Regions from separate parts of the Zea mays genome. Here region 1 is linked to region 2. A link is a contact called in public Hi-C data. All regions are on one chromosome and are shown on one strand. The core of a region is the stretch at or near the end of the contact, and the rest is flanking DNA. Distances in the headings are between cores, read along the strand shown. Region 1 holds the start of LOC542344 (plastid phosphate/phosphoenolpyruvate translocator 2). Region 2 holds the start of LOC100382057.

Evidence for each region. A called contact is a pair of places that touch in the nucleus more often than the background predicts.
Region 1: a Hi-C map of tassel shows a contact between it and region 2, with 1.6 times the contacts expected there. The contact joins the promoter of LOC542344 here to the promoter of LOC100382057 in region 2. A contact is called at or near these places in 2 of 25 Hi-C or Micro-C datasets (bundle sheath and tassel).

Annotation. Positions count from the first base shown.
Region 1 is chr7:86,465,528-86,468,401 of Zm-B73-REFERENCE-NAM-5.0, reverse strand. It overlaps LOC542344 (plastid phosphate/phosphoenolpyruvate translocator 2), which reads left to right and starts at 1,410. Exons shown (of 9, transcript NM_001111923.2): 1 at 1,410-1,763. The coding sequence starts at 1,413.
Region 2 is chr7:86,332,667-86,335,475 of Zm-B73-REFERENCE-NAM-5.0, reverse strand. It overlaps LOC100382057, which reads right to left and starts at 1,255. Exons shown (of 4, transcript NM_001174822.1): 1 at 1,040-1,255. The coding sequence starts at 1,079.

The sequences.
Region 1 (2,874 bases), core at 161-2,660, 130 kb before region 2:
AAAGAAAAGATCTTCTCCTCATTTTCGAAATCCGATCTTCCTACATGAATGCATTTGCACTTTCAAAGCAATCAAAAGAAATGCAAGGTTCGGCATGGTGCATCAAACAACACAAAGTATTTAGGGTTTTTCTTACACGGGAAATCCAAACCGAATCCCGCTAGAACTTTGGAAAAGGTCAAGGTTTAGCGAAGGGAAAAGAAAAAGAAAAGGTAACGCCCGAATTTTGGCGAGTAAAGAAAAGAAAAAAATTCAACTGCAAAAATTCGGGGCGTTACAGTGGGCTACGGGCCAGCCCGACACGATATAGTTATATCCTTGTTGTGCTTGGCCCTGAAATGCGGCACGACCTGTCAACCTAACGGGCCCAGACATGTCGGGCCAGCACTGTCTACCCGTTTGGACATGTATATCGGCTACGACCCACTCTCACATACTACTGTACTCTTACTGCATAAACAACCGCCGCTGCTGTGAAGACAAACAACTTTATACGGTAGAGGAGGAATTTTCCCATCTGTTCGGGTCTGTTTTCATCTCGAGTGGAGACTCTCGCATCCACTCCAATCCATCGCGCAGCAGCGAGCGGTAGGGTTGGGCATTCGGTCTATTAGGGTAATTCGGTTCGGTCTATTTGAGTTTTTGAAATTTCGGATTCTAAAAAATGAGAACCGAAATTTTCAAAATAATTTTAGGAACCGAACCGAATAGACCCACAATTTCGGTTCGGTCTATTCGGTTCACCGAATAGACCCGAATAGTAGAGAGACTAGTATCTTTTGTTAAAATATATACAATTAATAATTAATTAGAAGTAATATATTACAACAAGTGACTATAGACATAGCATACTGAGATATATATACTATCGTTAAGATGATATCATAATTTTTAGCTAATAAATTCATACATCATATAATAATATCATCACATACTTAGAAATCGAACCAGAATTCATACCCTGAAATATAGCACATATTAAACCGAATCCGGTTTAGGTTCGGATTCATGTTTCGGTTTTAAAATGCGCACCCGTGGCCAGCAGGCAGCCAAGCCAACGCTGGAGTTGGCGGATCGCACGGTGATCCGACGCCGACTGGTGGGACCCGACCGGCTTGTTTGGCAGCGACAGCACGGTCCAAGTCCACGTCGGATCCATCCGCCAACTGCCAAACGGTCCCACAGGCTCCCACGGCCCGCATGCCAGATAGCCAGCTCAACGTGGCCTCGTCGCTGCATTCAACTCAATACAGAAACCCTGGTCTGAAAGCCCTCACTCCAAATCTCGCGCACTGTCAGCTGACGCCACCGCCTGCGCCAGCCCTCGCCAAGCCGGTGAAAACCTCGTGCCCTCCGCCGCCTCCGCCCGCCTCTTCCAGAGTACCGCGGTCTCATCTCCTCCCGGGACGGGCATGCAGAGCACGGCTGCCATCGGTCTCGTTCGGCCATGCGCCGCGCGGCCACTCCCCACCTACCCTAGCCCACGGCGCGGCGCCGGCGCGTGCAGCGGCGCCGCACAGCCGATCCTCGCGCCCCGCGGCCTCTGCCTCTCCGCCCGCGCCAGCCTACTGCCGGACTCGCCGCTGGAGGAGGAGTACCGGAGATGCAGGGCCGGCCGGCACGTGGCCGCGGCCGGGAAGGTGGCGGCGGCTGATGGGGCCGTAGAGGAAGCGGGGGGAGGGCTCGTCAAGACGCTGCAGCTGGGGTCGCTCTTCGGGCTCTGGTACCTCTTCAACATCTACTTCAACATCTACAACAAGCAGGTGAACTGACTGACGAAAATCACTGGCGTCTCCCTGTCCCTGTGTTGTGCGACGCGTTGCATTCCTGATGCGCGAGCAACCCAATTGCTGGCCTCACCTCTGGTTAGTTACCGCGGACGAGTGATTTGGTTCTGATCGACTAGAGCAAGTGTGGTGATTTTGATTATTTTGGTGCATGCGTGCAAAGGACAGATCCTTCTATTAGTTTCCAATTTCCTTGATCTAAACTTAGTCAAGGAGAGACCCTGCGTGCTATGTTGAAAAGCGGCCCATGGACTGTTCATGTTTCTTCCAATTGTCCTTTCCATGTGGTGGTGTACCTATGTCTAAACATCACGTAATTTTCTTTGTCCATATGTCAAAATTATCTTCCTGTATCATCTTCCATCCATCAGGTTAAGTGAAGACTCAAGAGCCAATTGACCTTGACCTTTTTTATTGAGAAATTTATGAATAAGTTATCACAGATGTCTTTTTTTATCCTCATAATCTGAAACTAAATATAGGTCATCCCGCTTTCTGCGTGGCTGCAAAACAAATCGCTCCAACCCATCATGATCTGTAACCGATACAAGCTCCACATGCTACACAGAAAGAAAACTGCCTCATACCACACATTTCTAGACAAGATTTTGCTTAACTTTATAAAATACAGCCAAGTTTAGGTAGTATCTACATTGTAGTTTTAACCATACTCAATGACGATTACAATAAATTTGATGCTTGCTTTGTATATCTGAAGATACGAAGTATATGTACTTTTTAAAAGTTGTACAGAGCATCAATCTTTTCAAGGATCTGTTATATGCACTCCAGACTGCACCCATCTGATGTGTTTTCAACTTCAAGTCATGATACATACTTACATAGGTGTTCCATATCTGAGGTTAATTTTTTAGACTACCATTTCTCTGTAGTTTTAAGGGTTTTAAATTTTTTAACAGGCTGTATGCTCAAGACAATCTGGCTTCTATATTTCAGTGTTTTGACATGTCACCTATGTTTTTTGGTGGCTATGTTGAGGCAATATTTTACTTGTCCGGTTGTAACTAGCCTAAGAGAAATTTAAGTGTTGTACTGGTAATTGTAGTATTTCTTTATTCATTAATGT
Region 2 (2,809 bases), core at 6-2,505:
TGCCATTGCTCTATCGATGGAAAGAGTATAGTAGGACAGTTACTGGTTTCTTGTTGCATAGAGTTCCGCCAAGCAGAGAGTAACATGAGACAACAATTGAAGAATCATAAGCTTAAGAAACAAAACAAGAGGATATTTAGTATGAAGTACTCATAAACATGGCAACTTAGAATGATTCAACCAATTGAGCTAACATCCAATAGCAGGAGACTTGAGAGTTTGTAATGACTATATAAGCACACCCAGAAACAAAAGCAACAATCGAGGACCACAACAGTCTCAATGCAAGCTCTATCTTAAAAGGCTCAGATGTCCATTATATACTATGTGCAAGATGCATGGATTTTCCTTTATACGTGGTTGGGGCTTACCCTTACAGTCAGCCAAATAGGTAGATCCATGTCGCATGACTGTTCTAACAATAGAACAATCCTGGAGATGCAACGAATGTTCACGGTTCGACGCTCGAGAACAGGTGCAGTGAAGGGAGCATATGTGCAGAACAACGAACCAGAGCACGACTGGAATAGGTTTTGTGGCCAGTGCAGCATAAATCGTACGCATAAACCTTGGACAATACTCTGATGTGGAGATACCTAGTGCTATTACCCGCTTCATCAAAACCAGAGGGAAGCATGAGCATCAGCACCAGCACATACTCGGAAAGGATCCAACATGTGTCGTGTGCTACACCTCTCTTACCCCTCTCCAAATCAATTCCACACATGAACCGATTAATCCCACGGCAACCCTACCGCCGGCAGACGGGATCAACTAGTATCTATCGACAAGCGCGTCGCTGCCGCCTGATCAGACACTCGCAAACAGAAATTCCCCACACCCTATTACATCCCCAAGTGGCCAAGTGTGCATATTCCGTCCGTCCACGGAACAAGTGACACCAGATGCAGAAGAATTACTGCAACACCGTCTCCCGCTAAAAGATCTGGCGATCTGCTAGGCAAAAGAAAGATCGCGGGAAAAAATATAGTCGGGGCGGAAAAACGGAGGCGCGAGTAGGAAGAGGGATATTGCTCACCGACGACGCCGGATCCGGCGGCCGAGCTTCCCGGCGTCATAGCTGACCGGCCGACCGATCGAGGGGGCGGTAGAGGCCGAGAAAAGAGATGAGGTTGGGTTTGGGGTTTCCGTCGCGCGGCTTCGGCGAAGGAAGGGAAAGTTGCACGCCCACCTTTTTATATTTTTTTCTGTTCTTTGGCTGTTTCACTGCCAGTGGAAATTGGAATGGAATGGAATGGAATGCAATGCAATTTCTTTCAGGCGGCTAACCTCCATTTGATAGGAAATCAGCCGCTCGGAATGGACGTAACCTGTATAAGAATCAAAATCGTCGGCTTGCGCATCAGATTCCGAGGGAATTGTATTGCCGCCTACCGGAATCTTTGATTCTACTGCACCCTGCGTAAAAAAAATCGTAGTCCACTATAGTTTTTCCCTAAATTATTAAATTAAAGGTTAATCAATCTATATACAAAAGTGGATACTAAACAAATATATTAAATCAAACTAGTCGGTTGCTCGTGCGTTGCGACGGTTTACAACAATACTCACGTAAACTATTTATAAAAAAATTCAAAATTTTTTATTGATTGTCTCTGCTCTTTGTATAATATTTTTTTGATTTGGCTAACTGATGTTATTGTTTACTCCATGCAATATGTCTTGGTACAACACGGCTAATGAAGTGAGCGATTAGAAAAGGTTTCATAACGACTGACTGAATGAATAGAGATTATAAAATGACATAATTCCATCATACAGAGACCAAATAAAACAAAGTTTGTAAGCTCAAGTTTCTAAAATAAGTCCCATGAAGTCAAACTTATAAAAAAAGATAGATCAAAATATGGAGTGGTTGCTAAAGTCAGGCATCAATTAAAACCGGATGCACTCCATATAAATTATGTTATTTCGTAGTAATTACTAATGTTTAAAACCAACAAATAACCTTTCATTTTGCTATTAGTGTGACAAATCATTGTTGCTCCATCCAATTCAGCAACCTCAAACACCATGTAGTCCATTGCGCCAATGTGGTATCAGAAACGACCTAATATTTGCAAGAGCCAAAAACGTAGTACCATGCTTGGGTTGTAGCCTCGGCCCGTAGTGCTGGCCCGGCCCGACACGATTATTTTTTTTATTTTACAAAAAAAGTATATACCTATATACAATTTATATTCAATATTAAAACATCTTAACATGATGTTTTACTGGTTAGACAGCTTCACACAGTGTCTCCCATCCTTCTTCCATCAGAACATGGGTTCGAACCCCACCTCCAGCACTGTTTTTAACATTTTATGTTGATTTAATTAAATGGGTCGACGGGCTAACGGGCTGGCCCGACACAGTTAGCAGGTCGGCATGACGTGTCTGGGCCATAGTTGTGGCCCGCGTGCGTCTAGCCCATGTCGGACGCCGTTTGGCCATCTATAGACGTGCAGCGGATTAATTTGAAATAGCAGTGAGGGGTTATTTATAAAAAGATGACGCGTGACGACCGTTGAAACTGATGCTTCAAGTATAGTATAGATATAAAATGCGTTTTTATAAAAAATTATGTGAAGTCAATATTATTCTCTATTGTCGGTATTTCGAACCTCCGATCCGACAAATAAATTTGTATTTGCGCGCCCTAGGCTCCGGATGGTGTACTCGGTGGGCGCAATGTTTATACTGGTTTGTGTAGAACGTCACTACATCTAGTCTTCGACGGCTCACGCTACCGGCACCTTTTGATGTCCAATGCTCGTAGTAAGGGTTACAAGCGGGCAAGAGATGGAAG